Regions from separate parts of the Mus musculus genome. Here all the other regions are linked to region 3. A link is a contact called in public HiChIP or PLAC-seq data. All regions are on one chromosome and are shown on one strand. Each heading gives the region's core, a stretch centred on a gene start, on an enhancer-like site or on the middle of the called end of the contact. The rest is flanking DNA. Distances are from core to core; before and after follow the strand shown. Region 1 overlaps Evpl (envoplakin). Region 2 holds the start of Evpl (envoplakin). Region 3 holds the start of Galk1 (galactokinase 1).

Region 1 (5,028 bases), core at 1,675-4,174, 210 kb before region 3:
GTCAACACCAACGGGCGCTCTCAGGAGCAGCTCATCCGGCTCCAGGGCGAACGCGATGAGTGGAAGCGGGAAAGGTCCAAGGTGGAGACCAAGATGGTGAGCAAAGAAGTCGTGCGGCACGAGAAGGATCCGGTGCTGGAGAAGGAGGCCGAGAGGCTCCGGCAGGAGGTGCGGGAGGCTGTCCAGAGGAGGCGAGCCACGGAGGATGCTGTGTACGAGCTGCAGAACAAGTTACTGCTGCTGGAGAGGAGGCGGCCCGAGGAGCAGATAGTGGTGCAGGAGGTGGTGGTCACCCAGAAGGACCCGAAGCTGCGCGAGGAGCACAGCCGGCTGAGCCGCAGCTTGGATGAGGAGGTGGGGCGCCGGCGGCAGCTGGAGCTGGAGGTGCGGCAGCTGGGCGCCAGAGTTGAGGAGGAGGAGGCCAGGCTCAGCTTCGAGGAGGATCGCAGCAAGAAGCTGGCCGCCGAGAGGGAGCTGCGGCAACTGACCCTGAAGATCCAGGAGCTGGAGAAGCGGCCCCCTGCCCTGCAGGAAAAGATCATCATGGAGGAAGTGGTCAAGTTAGAGAAAGATCCTGACCTGGAGAGGTCTACAGAAGCTCTGCGGCGCGAGCTGGATCAGGAGAAGAACCGCGTGACCGAGCTGCACCGGGAGTGCCAGGGTCTGCAGGTTCAGGTCGACCTCCTCCAGAAAACTAAATCACAGGAGAAGACCATATACAAGGAAGTGATCAGGGTCGAGAAGGACCCGGTGCTGGAGGGCGAGAGGGCCCGAGTGTGGGAGATCCTTAACCGGGAGCGCGCAGCCCGCAAGGGCCGGGAGGAGGATGTCCGGAGCTTGCAGGAGCGGATCGACCGAGCCGAGGCTCTGAGGAGGTCCTGGTCCCGCGAGGAAGCTGAGCTCCAGAGGGCCCGGGACCAGGCAAGCCAGGACTGCGGGCGGCTGCAGAGACAGCTGCGGGAGCTGGAGCAGCAGAAACAGCAGAAAGCCCGGCAGCTACAGGAGGAGGGGAGGCTGCTTAGCCAGAAGACGGAGAGCGAGCGCCAGAAGGCCGCCCAGCGGAGCCAGGCGGTCACGCAGCTCGAGGCTGCCATTCTCCAGGAAAAGGACAAGATCTACGAGAAAGAGAGGACCCTCAGGGACCTGCACACCAAGGTGAGCCGGGAGGAGCTCAACCAGGAGACCCAGACCCGGGAGACCAACCTCTCCACCAAGATCTGCATCTTGGAACCGGAGACCGGCAATGACATGTCTCCTTACGAGGCCTACAAGAGGGGTGTCATCGACAGAGGCCAGTATCTCCAGCTGCAGGAGCTGGAGTGTGACTGGGAAGAAGTCACAACCTCCAGCCCCTGCGGGGAGGAGTCTGTGCTCCTGGACCGCAAGAGCGGGAAGCAATACTCCATCGAGGCCGCCCTCCGCTGCCGCCGCATTTCCAAAGAAGAGTACCACAGGTACAAAGATGGCCGCCTCCCCATCTCCGAGTTTGCCCTGCTTGTGGCAGGGGAGACCAAGCCGAGTTCTTCACTCTCCATTGGGTCCATCATCTCCAAGTCTCCAGTCTGCTCCCCAGGCCCCCAGAGTACCGGCTTCTTCTCCCCAGGCCTCTCTTTTGGGCTCACTGAGGATAGCTTCCCCATCGCGGGGATCTACGATACAACCACAGACAACAAGTGTAGCATCAAGGCAGCTGTGGCCAAGAACATGCTGGATCCTATCACTGGGCAGAAGCTGTTGGAGGCCCAGGCAGCCACGGGAGGCATTGTTGACCTTCTTAGCCGAGAACGGTACTCCGTACACAAGGCGGTGGAGCGGGGACTCATTGAGAACACCTCCACTCAACGGCTGCTCAATGCTCAGAAGGCCTTCACCGGCATCGAGGACCCTGTCACCAGGAAGAGGCTGTCGGTGGGTGAGGCCATCCAGAAGGGCTGGATGCCCCAGGAAAGCGTGCTTCCCCACCTGCTGGTACAGCACCTGACTGGGGGCCTCATCGACCCCAAGAGGACGGGACGCATCCCCGTCCCTCAGGCTGTGCTCTGCGGGATGATCAGCGAAGACCTGGGCCAGCTCCTGCAAGATGAATCCGGCTACGAGAAGGATCTGACAGACCCCATCACCAAGGAGAGGCTGAGCTACAAGGAGGCCATGGGGCGCTGCCGCAAAGATCCTCTAAGTGGCCTACTACTGCTCCCCGCCATGCTAGAAGGCTATCGCTGCTACCGCGCGGCCTCCCCCACCCTGCCAAGATCCTGTGTGCGTTGATGAGGGGCTCTGCAGAGGGGGAGGGAGAATGCACACGTCACCTTGCCCTGGAGCTGCGTAATCCGAGGCAGCGGGTCCTCCTCCTGAGTGTCCACCTCACTGCGCAATCGTTTGTGGTGTTGGGCTCTGTCCCCAAATATGGGAAGTTCCGTTGTTCCTCCCCACCCCGTGCTTCTAATAAATGGATTATCTCTGTGCCGAGTCTCCTCTCATTTGGGGTTGCGGGGTCAGTGTGTCTGGGGTGTGAGCCCAGAAGCAGTACTGCTTGGGGATTCCCCCACCCCAAAGTATGTGTTGTGTGGGGTAGATGTGCCCAGCTCACCTGCCTGAGAAACAGAAGGTCATGAAAGGAGACCCTGGAAGCCCCATAGCCCCTCAGTTCCTGCCAGAACTGCCTCTAGCTCTCTGTGGAGAGCTTCCCTTTGTTGTCAGACCATGTCCCCCATACGAAGATTGACACCAAAAGCTCAGGAAGAAGTTACATTTATTTTCCATGTGTCACACAGAAGGACATCAACTGCCTATTTTTGATGACGCGACTACTTAGAACACCCTCAGGTGTTGTAACCACTCTTAGGATCAGAGAACTGCCCTGCCCCTCCTCCTGTTTAACTAGGTCCTCTGAACTGGAATTCAACTCTCCCAACAGCCTAAACCAAAAGACCAGCAGAGGGCACCCTCTCTCAGGGGCCATGCTCTGCAGCTGTGCAGTGAAGGCGAAGGGCTAGGGTCTCTTATCTAACCTGACACCTACTGTCTGGTCATTCAGAGGAGTTCTGTGCCCTGCCCCCAATTGGGCAGGGAGCACCTGCATGCCTTTCGAAAGTGCTCCATTAAATCCAACAAACAATACAGGAACTTGCCAACCTGTAGACGACATGAACCCAAGCCCCTCAGGGTCTGTTCTTCCCCAGAAAGGCAGAAAGGGAGGGAGGCAGCTGGCGAGGGTGTGAGGTGGTGGGCCCCACATACGTGTTCTCAGCGGGAGGAACGCCCTGCTGTACATTGTTGGGGTGCTAGGGAGTGTCCAGGAGAGAAGTAGGGATGGGCCAGGGCAGTCTTGGCTGAGATCCGCTGGCTGGGGTCATACTGCAGGAGTCGCTGGGGGAGGAAGGACAAGAGACTGTTGGGTGAAATCAGGGTAGAGAGGGAGTCCCTTCAACAGGTCCCAGGGGGAGGGAGAGCCATGCCTGAAAAGCAGGTCCCCCCCTCCCCCCAAACTGGAATTAGAGTTGACTATGAGACTCCTGGTATGGGTGCTGGGAACTGAACTCTGCAAGAGCAGCCATCTCTCCAGCCCCCAAATAGGGCCTCTTTGTTTGCCAGCACTGCATAGGCCAGGCTAGCTGACCTGTGAGCTCCAGGGATCCCCCTGTCTCAGGCCCCCATCCTGCCCTTGGAGCAGTGGAGTTACAGACTCCTGCTTCTGTGTTCAGCTTTAGGTACCATGACTGGGCCTCAAGAGCCTTACCCACTGAGCCACCCTACCCCCAGGCTTTGTGTGGTTCTGCAGATCTGAAGCCAAGCTCTCATGTTTATATGGCAAGCACGTTGCCAACTGAACCATCTTAGCCTGAGTTCCCCAGCGTTTAAGCCAGGTCTGGACGCTCCCAGAACTGAGGTTAAACAGTTAGTTTTTGAGTCCAGGCCTATGATTCATGGTTCCACCTGCTCCTGCTTGAGAACAGATGTCCAAAGAGTGCGCACTTGTGCTGGGGCAGGATAGACAGAACAAGTGGAGGAGGAGCTAACAGCCTAAGAGCAGGCCTATGCAGCTCACTCTCTGTAGTCACACACATAACCCAGGCAGGGTGCCAGGAAACAGCATTTGAAGGAAAAGTGGCTTTAGCAGGAAGTGCCTGCCATCCTGCTGGCGCTAGGTTGCTAGGCAGCACACATAGCCTTCTGGTGAGGTCACTTTGGCCTCGATGGCGGCCCTGCCCTTTCTTCCCTGGCCCAGCATGGGCAAACCCAGAAATGGGGACATCATGCTTGTGAGCAAACAGGGCTGGCTCTGAGGCCCAGGAGGCAGCTGAAGCATCATCAGTAGGGAGCCAGTGGTCCACAGGTAGGGAAGAGCTGCCCTGCACAGCCAGTCCTATGTGGAGACTGACCTGTGAGAGAGGTGCTATGGGGGACACTGAGGCAGGAGGAGGTGTGGCCTCTGCTCAGAGAACTGCTCCACCCAGATGGGGCAGGAAACCCACAAGAGAGTCAGACACAAAACAACAGCCAAGGCACAAAGCCAAAGCTAACTACTTTTGAGGAGTTTCAAAAGGGAGAGTGGACATTGGATTTATCAGGAGAGCGGCTCCTGACCGGATATATAGAGACAAGCCAAGTGTTTACAAAGGTCAGAGGAGTCCAGTCTCACTTGACTAGTTACATAAGAGGGTGGCTTGAAACAGGGGACCTTCTGCTGCTGCTAGGATGCTGTCCTTGTTTATTGGTACCTACCAGGAGCAGGTCCTTGCCTTCTGGTCCCAGACTAGGCACGATTTCCTCCAGCCCCTTCCTGCTCCATTTGGGGAAGCTACTCTGATAGTCAGGCATCTGGGAGACTCCGGGCCATGTGGCTTCACTGGGGGTCCCCAGGGTGCGAAAGATCCGAAAGAGCTGGTCAATCTCTGAGTCACCCGGAAACAGAGCTTTGCCAGTCACCTGGAGCAGGAGAGAAGTGTGTGCTCTGTATGACGCTAGTGATAGATGGTGGAGACACAGGAAGGGGCATTATTCACAAGATGGGTGTGTTGGTGCACACCT
Region 2 (4,979 bases), core at 2,080-4,579, 230 kb before region 3:
TTTCTTTCTCTGTTTTAGACAGGGTCTTGGCATCCAATTCTGCGTCAGTCCTCTTGCCTCTGCCTCCCAAATGGCGGAATTATAGGAATGCATCACCATTACTGGCTTGTGCCATAGAGTTTTGTTTTGTGACAGCCTCGTGGACTTCAATCATGAAGATGACTTTGAACTTCTGATCCTTCCCTCAGGTTCTGGAATAGCAAGCACGGTCAGCCACCCACCCGTATGTCAGAGAGATGCAGCATGAGCTATGGACACAAGCTTCACCTGTGAGGAGCCACAGAGCTACTTACTTTATTTGTTTGCTTGTTTGTTTATTCATTTGTTTGTTTGGTTTTTGTTTGGTTGGTTTTGGTTTTTGGTTGGTTTTTTTTCTTTCTTTTTTTTTTTTTTTTTTTTTTTTTTTTTTTGGTTTTTCGAGACAGGGTTTCTCTGTGTAGCCCTGGCTGTCCTGGAACTCACTTTGTAGACCAGGCTGGCCTCGAACTCAGAAATCTGCCTGCCTCTGCCTCCTGAGTGCTGGGATTCAAGTTGTGCACCACCACTGCTCGGCCGACTTACTTATTTTAAATTTTATTTTTAAATTCTATGTGAGTGTCTTGCTACATCCTTTCCTGTGCACACCAGGCATGCAAGGCTCAGGGTGGAAGACGGTGTCAGATCCCCTGGAACTAGAGTCACGGAGGGCTGTGAGCCACCACGTGGGTTCTAGGGATTGAACCTGGGTCCTTGGCAAGAACAGCCAGTGCTCTTAACTGCTGAGCCATCTCTCCAGCCCCCTATTTATTTATTTATTTATTTATTTATTTATGCTTATTTATTTCTTTTTAAGACAGGGCCTCCTATTGCTCTGGCTGGTCTCAAACTTAATAAATAGGCAGAGGTGGCCTTGAACTACTGATCTTCCTGCCTCTACCGATCCAGTCTTGAATTGGAAGGATCACAACACTGGGGTTATGCAGCTCTGGATATCGAACCCAGGGCCTCATGAACACTAGGCTGGCCCTCTACCGAATTGTGCTTCATCCCCAATAGTAAAAGCCAAAATAAAAAACCATTTTAAAAGGTGGGGTGTGATGTGGGGAGGATTAATATATTTAACTCAATATATTTAAAGCATCATTGCGACGTATCATTAATGTTGGGAAAGAGCTCGACATTTTGTCCTTTTCCATGGAAAGCCTTTGAGAGACAGTATAAATGTTGAACCTGGAGTATACATCTCACTTTGGTTTAGGCATGTTCAGATGTGGAGCAGCCACAACGAGGCGGATCAGAGCCGGGAGCCTTCCTGCCTGCAGCTGGCCAGCCCTCCGCTGGGAGCTGATTTGATTTCCTCGGACAGTGGACAGTCACACCAGGAGGTCAGCTCTTGTTTTTTTCTTGCAGTGAGTCAATTAGCCCTTGAGCCTGGGAGCTGTGCTCGGCCACCACAGTGCTGGTCTCTGCCTGGAGGGCTTCTGGAAAGGAGTTGGAGCCCTATGGCTCAGACCAGCTGCTGTCTGAGTACCTTCCACCACTCCACCCCACCTCCCACAGCTACTGCCTCCCGGGAAGTGCCCTGTCTCAAAGGTGAAGACAGCTGTGTGGACACCCAGGCTGGGGGGGAAGGTGGTAGTTAGTGCGGACCTCTGGGCTATGCAGTCACTTAAATAGCCCCTTGGGAGGAGAGCTGATTGCAGGCGTGACATTAGTGTTTAGAAGGAAATTGTCACCGGGATTGAAATGGGGGAGGGCTGGGACAAAGGCTGAGTGGTTTGCACCCTTGATGACATCTCACTAATCATTTTGTGCCTGGAGCAGTGGGCATCGTAGGCCACTGTGTTTCCTGTGGCTGTTGGCTCTGCCAGGTCCTCCCTCCGCCTTCTTCGGCTCCCTTTGCTACTAGCAACCTCTTTCAGGAGCTGAAAATGGAATCTTCTCTCTACTTCAGTGGCCATGATCAGTAGCTTCTTGGTGAGATGCAGCCAAAAGACGGCTGGGCCTCTTCTGTTGCACCGAGGCCCTGCTAGAAATAGGAGTTGACTTGGCGTCAGATGTGAGAGACAAGCCACTAAATCTTTTTTTTTTTTAAAGATTTATTTTACTAATATATACAGTACACTGTAGCTGTCTTCAGACACTCCAGAAGAGGGAGTCAGATCTTGTTGCGGATGGTTGTGAGCTACCATGTGGTTGCTGGGATTTGAACTCTGGACCTTCGGAAGAGCAGTCGGGTGCTCTTACCCACTGAGCCATCTCACCAGCCCCCCCCCTTTTTTTTTAAGATTTATTTATATGAGTACACTATAGTTGTTTCCAGACACACCCGAAGAGAGCATCAGATCCCTTTACAGATGGTTGTGAGCCACCATGTGGTTGCTGGGAATTGAACTTAAGACCTTTGGAAGAGCAGTCAGTGCTCTTAACCACTGAGCCATCTCTCCAGCCCCATGCCACTAAATCTTAAGACAATGTGATCATCAGACAGTCTGTCTGACTTGGTAGAAACCACAAGGACTAGTCAGTGGCTTTTCTACCTGGAAACCAGACAAAGTAACAAGCAGGGTACTTGTGGACTTCAGAGACCTGCGGCTCCTCTACAGGGCTGATCAATTCTGGTCGTGACTTGAGAAGGTATGCATTGGGTAGCCTGGCCTCTCAGAAGCTAGTCTGAGTTCCTATCTGAACATGGAGAACCAGCTGGGTGGCACCCGCATTTTAAAAATAGATTTGAGAGCAGTTATGGTGGTTCCCACCTGTAATGACAGCACTTGGGAGGCTGAGGCGGGGAGGTTGGTTGCCAGCTTGGGTTACAGAGCAAAAGCCTCTCTCAAGCTTAAAAGAAAAAAAAAAGATAGCTGTCTGATGTGAATGTCTACTAGCACTCCGTGGGAGACAGAGCAAGGCCCGGGTGGCCCCACCTCTCCACTTCTCCACCTCTCCTGGCAGGCCGAGCTATGGGTGGGGGCCCGGTTGATAGTGGACCTCTGTGCAAGAGCCTTTGAGGTTGGCTAACCCCAGCTCTAGGACCCGCTGAGCCAGGACCTGAACAAGTGCTTGAGTCAGTCTGTCTCGCTATGCTCCAGCCTGGCCACTTCCCCACCTGGGTGTGATCCCCGCTCTCTGGCTGGGCATGTGGGTGTAACAAGTCCAAACCTCCGTGGGAGTCGTACGGGCGCCCCGCCCCTGGGCTGTGCCCTCTCCTCCCAGACTGGTTGTGCAGGAGCTGGCTGCGCACGTCGGGGCGGGCGCTGGGGCATGCGCGGGCCGGGCCTGGCAGAGACACCGCACCTGCAGGGAGGAGCCTCCCAGAAACTGCCTTCCCCGACCGCCGCCCCACCTCCCCAGAGCCCGGCTAGTAGCCAGCGAGGACGCGCGTCGCCTTCCCGCCGCCCTCCTCCCAGGAGAGCCCAGCCTGAGCCGGCACCTGCTTCACCACCATGTTCAAGGGGCTGAGCAAAGGCTCCCAGGGGAAGGGGTCCCCCAAGGGCTCCCCAGCCAAGGGGTCCCCTAAGGGCTCCCCCAACAAGCACAATCGGTGAGTGGGGCCCTGGGTAGCGGTGCTGGGATCAGGGTGGTGCAGGGCCCAGGTATGTTCCAACTACCTGTTGGCGGCAGAGCTCAGTTCTGGCATTTGGTGTCCTTAGGCTAAGGGCCCAAGGGCCTCTCTCCTGCCTGTGGCCCAGGTTGAGCAAGGGATGGATAGCCTGCTGCCACCCACATTCTCCTGCGGATGAGGGATGTTGGGGGGCACAGGGGAAGGGTGCCCTTTCAGAGGTGCGGGACGGGATGGCTGGGACCAGCAGAATCTGGCTCCCTGTTTTGGCACGCAACCCTGATGGTGCACTTGGGTTGGCTAAATCTTGGAGTGAGTGTGGATTCAGGGTGGGCAGGAGTAAGAGGCTCAAGAGAGAGAGGGCTTTCTGAGCTGGAGTACACCCCACCTAAACCACTTTCCCCCCAGGTCCCAACCCTGGGTCTTGTCTGTCTCCTTCAAGAGTCAGGAGGCCTTTCTCATGGGGGTGACAGGAGGTGGTGGTGCCATGCTCTGATCAGTGGCTCTCTGCAGAGAGAACTGACCACGTTCATCCCACTCACTGGCCCCAAGCCCTCTCTAGGAGATGGCAGCCTGCCTGGATTCAGGTGTCGGTCGGGGTGCAGAGGTGTCAAGATAAGAGTGTAGATGAAAGGCAAAGATCCAGGTACCCATTACCTCGACAGTGATCAGGGTGCCAACCCAGAGGCTGGGCATCTGGGCCAACAGGAAAGACAGTGCTTAAGACTCTCACTGCAGTGACCTGTCTCCCTGAGGCACTGCGCCCAGCCCAGGGTGGGGTGCATAGCTCCCAGCAGAAGCATCTCTGTCAGGAGGCCCAACCTGAGGCTGGGCTCTCCCTGGAGTCCCAGAAGCGTCCTGGTCCCAGTCCCAGACTCCTGTAACTTCATTCACACGTCCTGCTGAGGGCTCCTTGTTCCCCTCAGAGGTGTCAACTCCTTGAGCTCTTCTTTATGCCCAGACTGCCCTAGCCTCTGGGAATGCCCTAGCCAGCAAAACACTGGCATCCCTACCTTGAAAGTGCTCGCTTCCGTACAATAAAAATTAACACGTTGCCTTTAATCTCAGCACTCCAGACAGAGGCAGAGACTAGCGGATCTGTGTGTTGGAGGCTAGGCCAGCTAGGGCCACACAGTGAGATTGGGGCCTGGAGAGATGGCTTAATGGCTAAGAGCACTGGCTATTCCAGAGGACCTCTGATCAATTCCCAGCTTCTACATTCATCTTCAGGTCCAGGGAATCCTGTTCTGGTCTCCACAGGCATCAGACGCACACATGATACACAGACATACATTTAGGCAAAACATCCGTACACATAAAAATAAAATGATACATACTGGGTGCTGACTCCAAGGCACTGAGCTGGCTGCTTCCCATGGCTTAATTCTTTAAGTACCTAGGAGACCTTTGTGCTCAGCGCCAGACATGGTGGCACAGGCCA
Region 3 (4,800 bases), core at 814-3,313:
TCTGACTTTCGTTTCAGACAGCCCCAAAGGTCACAAGACTTGCCTTTTGTTTTGAGTTATGCAAAAAAGAAAAAAATTGCTGTATTGAAGTGTATTCAAAAACAGGCTGTCAAAAGAAATTAGTCAACAGGATTTGTTATTGTTTGGATTGTCCGTTTTCCTGACCCAGGGTCTTACCTAGTAGGAGCTAGCCTGGAATTCACTATGTAGCTGAGGGTGACCTTGAACTCCAGATCTTCTGCCTGTCTCCAACTCTTGAGTTCTGGGATTAAATGTATATGCCGCCATACCTGGCTAGGATTCCTTAGTGTTTGCCTCTTAGATGCTGGGAATACGGGGATTTATCAAAGTCCTCCAGCCATCCTGTCCCTTCAGTCCTGTCTCTGTCCCAGTCCCGTTCCCCCTCCCCATCCTTCCTTATCCCACTTGAGACAGGGTCTCACTGTGTAGCCCTATGTAAGGTACCTTGGTCTTGAATTTGCCACAACCCTACTTCTGCCTGCATCTGCCTGCTTCTGCTTCCTGAGTACTGACCTGTGCTATTAGAGCTTGCTTCTTTCTTTCTTTCTTTCTTTCTTTCTTTCTTTCTTTCTTTCTTTCTTTTTTTCTTCCTCTCTTCCTTCTTGTTGATTGTTTTGAATGCCGCCTTCTTCTTCTCCTTCTTCTTCTTCTTCTCCCTCGGCTGTCCTGGAACTCACTCTGTAGACCAGGCTGGCCTCTGAACTCAGACATCTTCCTGCCTCTTCCTCCCAAGTGCTGGGATTAAAAAGCTGTGTGCCACCGTGCCTGGCTCACATACTGCTTTCTTTTCTTATTTTCTTTCTTTTTTTTTTTTTTTAGAAGATCACACCTTCTTTTTTTGTTGTTTTGTTTTTTTTAAAGATTTATTTATTATATGTAAGTACACTGTAGCTGTCTTCAGACACTTCAGAAGAGGAAGTCAGATCTAATTACGGATGGTTGTGAGCCACCATGTGGTTGCTGGGATTTGAACTCAGGACCTTTGGAAAAGCAGTCAGTGCTCTTAACCACTGAGCCATCTCTCCAGCCCCACATACTGCTTTCTTGATTTACATGTCTTTTGTTAACAAAACCTGTTTATTTGTTTTCTAGACAGAATCTTAGCCCAGACTGGTTTCAGACTGCCGCTCCTCCGGCCTGAGTCTCCCATGTGCTGAGATGGACTACTATGCCTGGCTTGGAAATTATTTAATTTTTGAATAAGATAGTACATTTATTTGTGTGTTTCTTTTGAATGCATGTGCTCTCTACCACTGAGCTACACCCCCTACCGTTCTCCACTCTTACTGTCTTACATTTTAGTCCTTCTGTTAGAAGGTTTCACACAAGGTGACCAGGAATAGCTAGGAATCCAGGCAAAGATTTGGGCCAGCATGAAGGCTTTAGATGGTCATGTCTCTGAGACCAAGGCTCTTGTGGAGGAAGCAACTGCTAGGGGCCAACAACATTAGCCATCTTTGCAGTAGCCTTTGCGTCATCGAGGAGTGCCTGAGCTTGCTTCCTGCCGGCCACTGGATGAGATGAACTTCAGTCCTCCATCGCCAGGAGCCAGAGAAGGAGCCTGTAAAAGGCTTCGAACCTTGGCTCTCCTTGTTTATCCCTAGACTGTGTACCACATCATCCTGTTAGAGACATGACCGACCAGGGGCTGACGACTTAGCATAACTTCGCTAGATCCTCTGGGACACTCAGCTGTTCCTGTTGCCAGCTCGTGTTGGTGTTGCCCTGGCTGTGTGAGGGATGATGATGATGGGGATGGGAGCGCATTAAGAGGCTCCAGGTTCAGGGATGGATGGGAAGTTCAGATCTCCATTTGTGTTAACTGCTACTCAAGTGGGAGCCCCAAACTCCTGCTAGGACATCACCGAAGATACAAGTTGCAACCGAGTCTCTTCCTCCAGCTGTCAGCTGCCGCGTTGGCTTGCGCTGGAGAGCTAAGTTTGGACCCCGCTCTGCAGGTGGGATGGGCGGGGCCGTCGTAGCGGGGGCGGGGTCCCGCGAAGGACAGGAATGTAAGTCCGCGCCACGTGGCTCCGCCCCCAGCATCCCGCGGGGCGGTGCGCCCAGCTGCAGACGAGCGTCATGGCTGCTTGGAGACCGCCCCGGGTCGAGGAGCTGCTGGCCGAGGCCCGCCGGGCCTTCATGGAGGAGTTTGGAGCCGAGCCGGAGCTGGCAGTGTCGGCGCCGGGCCGCGTCAACCTCATCGGGGAGCACACGGACTACAACCAGGGCCTGGTGCTGCCCATGGTGAGGGGCCGCATTGGGGACCCTTCCTTGTGTGTGCTGGCCCGGCCTGCGGTAGGGAAGGGCTGGCATAGGGGGCACGGGAGGGCGGGTACCCTCCGGGTGGAAGGCGGAGTGAAGCGGTCTAGCAGACGTGAGAGACCCCGGGACGTGCAGTTGTCCACGTGCGAAGACAGGAAGCCAGAGCTGGGGGGAGGGGGGCTGTGCGGTTTGTCTTCTCGAGCCCGCCTTCTGGGGGCATCGCCCACAACTTGGAAGTATGAACCTCTTAAAAATGTGAGGACCAAGGAAGCAATATAAGAGAGTATTAGGCATGGTGGCGCATTCCTAATAGTCCAGTACTGGGGAAGCTCAGGCATGAGAATTGCCACGAGTTCAAGATCAGCCTGAACTACAAAGTGAGTTCCAGGACAGCTTGGGCTGTAAGATTCTTAAAACAAGGAAAAAGAAAAAAAAGGAGGTTATTTAGCCCTCTGACTTTGATTGGGCCCACAGCACCGACCTAGACCTATGCAAAGGTAGACCTGTGTAAATGTAGCTTCCCCCCCCCCCCCCCCCGGCCCATCCCCTTGAATTTACAGAGAAAACAGTAGATCCACAGAGCACTAATGACTCCCTCAAAGTTACACATTCGGTTCTTGGACTCTCAGCCTGGGTCTCTCAGCGCATAAGTAGTTCCTGAACAAGGGATTACCGCGTGCAGAGCTGGGTCCAGGTGGGAGGAAGTCTGGAGCCCCTCTGGGCCTGTTTTTGCATAAGATCACTATCTGTCCCCTTTGGCCCACAGTTGGACGCTAGCTAGGGCAGAGTCCAGGTTCACATTCCTATCACCACTGGCCCCGCCCCTGAAGACCCACAAGGCTGTGCTCTGAGCCCCCAAGGCTAACGCTTAATTGAAGCGCTTTCTCCCATCTCCTTCAAGCTAAGCCTATTCCCTTCACGGCCCTGTGTGTCCCAGACGACAGAACCTTGGGGTTTGGATCCTGGTTGCTTCAGTCACCCTGGGGCTGTTCTAGAACTTCAAGTGACATGAGTTTTCTATTTGCAATGGGATATTCCACCCACATATACTTTTATTAATCCCAGCATTCTGAAGTAGAGGCAGGTGGGCCTCTTAGTTAGAGGATAGCCTGATCTACATAGAAAGTTCCAGACAGGATTGCACAGTGAGACCCTGTTTTCAAAAACTTTAAAAACAAAACAAAACAAAAAGCCAAAAATAGATTCTGTGGCTATGATGTGATCCTGGGTGGACTTCTTCTGTCAGGTGGTATAGACTACACATGCCTACTCCTTCCAGGCACTGGAGCTCGTGACCGTGATGGTTGGCAGCCCCCGGACAGATGGGCTTGTTTCTCTTCTCACCACTTCCAAAGATGCAGACGAGCCCCAAAGACTGCAGTTCCCACTGCCCTCAGCCCAGTGGTCCTTGGAGCCTGGAATCCCACAGTGGGCCAATTATGTCAAGGGAGTGATTCAACATTACCCAGGTATAGGACTCACTCAGGCTGCTTCTGGGAGGATCATCTCACCCCATCTCGGCATTCCTCCAGGGTGGAGCATCCCATTGTACTGATAAAGCCATTGAGGTTCTGGAGGCTTGGAACTTGCCCTAGGTTTCCTTTGTATGATTAGAGGAGCCCGAATTCAATTGTTAGCTTGCTGGCCTCTGCCACCCTAAATCGGGAAGGCTAGTAGGAAGATTAAGCCAGCACACTCAGAGGGCAGCAGAGTGGGTGGCTCCCTGAGTGGAGCAGGCTGGTAAGGCACGCGTTTTTCCTATGTCCACGCTCCCATCTTTATCAGCATCCTTCTTCCCCCCGCCCCCCCGCAGCTTCCCCGCTCGTTGGCTTCAGTGCAGTGGTGGTCAGCTCAGTGCCCCTGGGGGGTGGGCTTTCCAGCTCAGCGTCTCTGGAAGTGGCCACGTACACCTTCATCCAGCAGCTCTGCCCAGGTACCACTTAGCCGCCGCTTTCCCTCTCTGAGATCTCTGCGGCCAGAGCCTCTTCCTTTTCTTGGCTTAGGGAGGGAGGGTGGGGAGTCCCTCTGATTGTCAATGGAGCCCTGCTGCTCCAGGGTGGCCACGCCCCCCATGCCCTCTCCTGGACCCCCAGCTTCCCAACCTCACCCTGTGCTGCAGACTCGGGGGCAATAGCTGCCCGGGCCCAGGTGTGTCAACGGGCTGAGCACAGCTTCGCAGGGGTGCCCTGTGGCATCATGGACCAACTCATCGCGCTGCTGGGGCAGAAAGGCTATGCACTACTCATTGACTGCAGGTCAGGGGCTCCCCTCATATCCCCCCACCTCATAACCAGGAGCTCCTTAGTGGAGTGTGCCAGCTGTCTGGTCTGGGAAGCAGACCCTTGGCTATGACATCCCCCCCACCCCCCCCATTCCAATGTCATTCACCCCAGGTCCCTGGAAACAAGCCTGGTGCCACTGTCAGACCCCAAGCTGGCCGTGCTCATCACCAACTCCAATGTCCGCCATTCCCTGGGCTCCAGCGAGTACCCGGTTCGTCGGCGACAGTGTGAA

The links. HiChIP or PLAC-seq counts read pairs in DNA pulled down with a chosen protein or histone mark.
Region 1: a contact with region 3 is called in a FOXA1 HiChIP or PLAC-seq map of pancreatic cancer cells. The contact joins the enhancer-like site here to the promoter of Galk1 in region 3. A contact is called at or near these places in 1 of 39 promoter capture datasets (liver), 4 of 115 datasets of contacts at active chromatin or transcription factors (bone marrow-derived macrophages, embryonic stem cells and pancreatic cancer cells) and 3 of 9 other capture datasets (adipose tissue, liver and pancreatic islet).
Region 2: a contact with region 3 is called in an HNF4G HiChIP or PLAC-seq map of pancreatic cancer cells. The contact joins the promoter of Evpl here to the promoter of Galk1 in region 3. A contact is called at or near these places in 1 of 39 promoter capture datasets (liver), 1 of 484 Hi-C or Micro-C datasets (embryonic stem cells), 1 of 115 datasets of contacts at active chromatin or transcription factors (pancreatic cancer cells) and 2 of 9 other capture datasets (adipose tissue and embryonic stem cells).

Annotation. Positions count from the first base shown.
Region 1 is chr11:116,217,992-116,223,019 of GRCm38.p6, reverse strand. Evpl (envoplakin) reads left to right here. Exons shown (of 22, transcript NM_025276.3): 22 at 1-2,461. The coding sequence ends at 2,265. It also overlaps the pseudogene Cdk3. Among named protein-coding and RNA genes, the nearest start is that of Gm33250, 4.8 kb to the left of the region's middle. Within about 2 kb of position 2,924, at least 134 of the 459 cell types and tissues checked have an H3K27ac peak or open chromatin away from gene starts, as enhancers often do. A contact at or near this core is called in adipose tissue, bone marrow-derived macrophages and pancreatic cancer cells, where this site is marked.
Region 2 is chr11:116,236,441-116,241,419 of GRCm38.p6, reverse strand. Evpl (envoplakin) reads left to right here and starts at 3,329. Exons shown (of 22, transcript NM_025276.3): 1 at 3,329-3,520. The coding sequence starts at 3,423. Gm33250 (a long non-coding RNA gene) reads right to left here. Exons shown (of 8, transcript XR_389161.4): 8 at 3,194-3,273.
Region 3 is chr11:116,009,982-116,014,781 of GRCm38.p6, reverse strand. Galk1 (galactokinase 1) reads left to right here and starts at 2,063. Exons shown (of 8, transcript NM_016905.2): 1 at 2,063-2,268; 2 at 3,566-3,755; 3 at 4,100-4,219; 4 at 4,406-4,541; 5 at 4,680-4,800. The coding sequence starts at 2,104.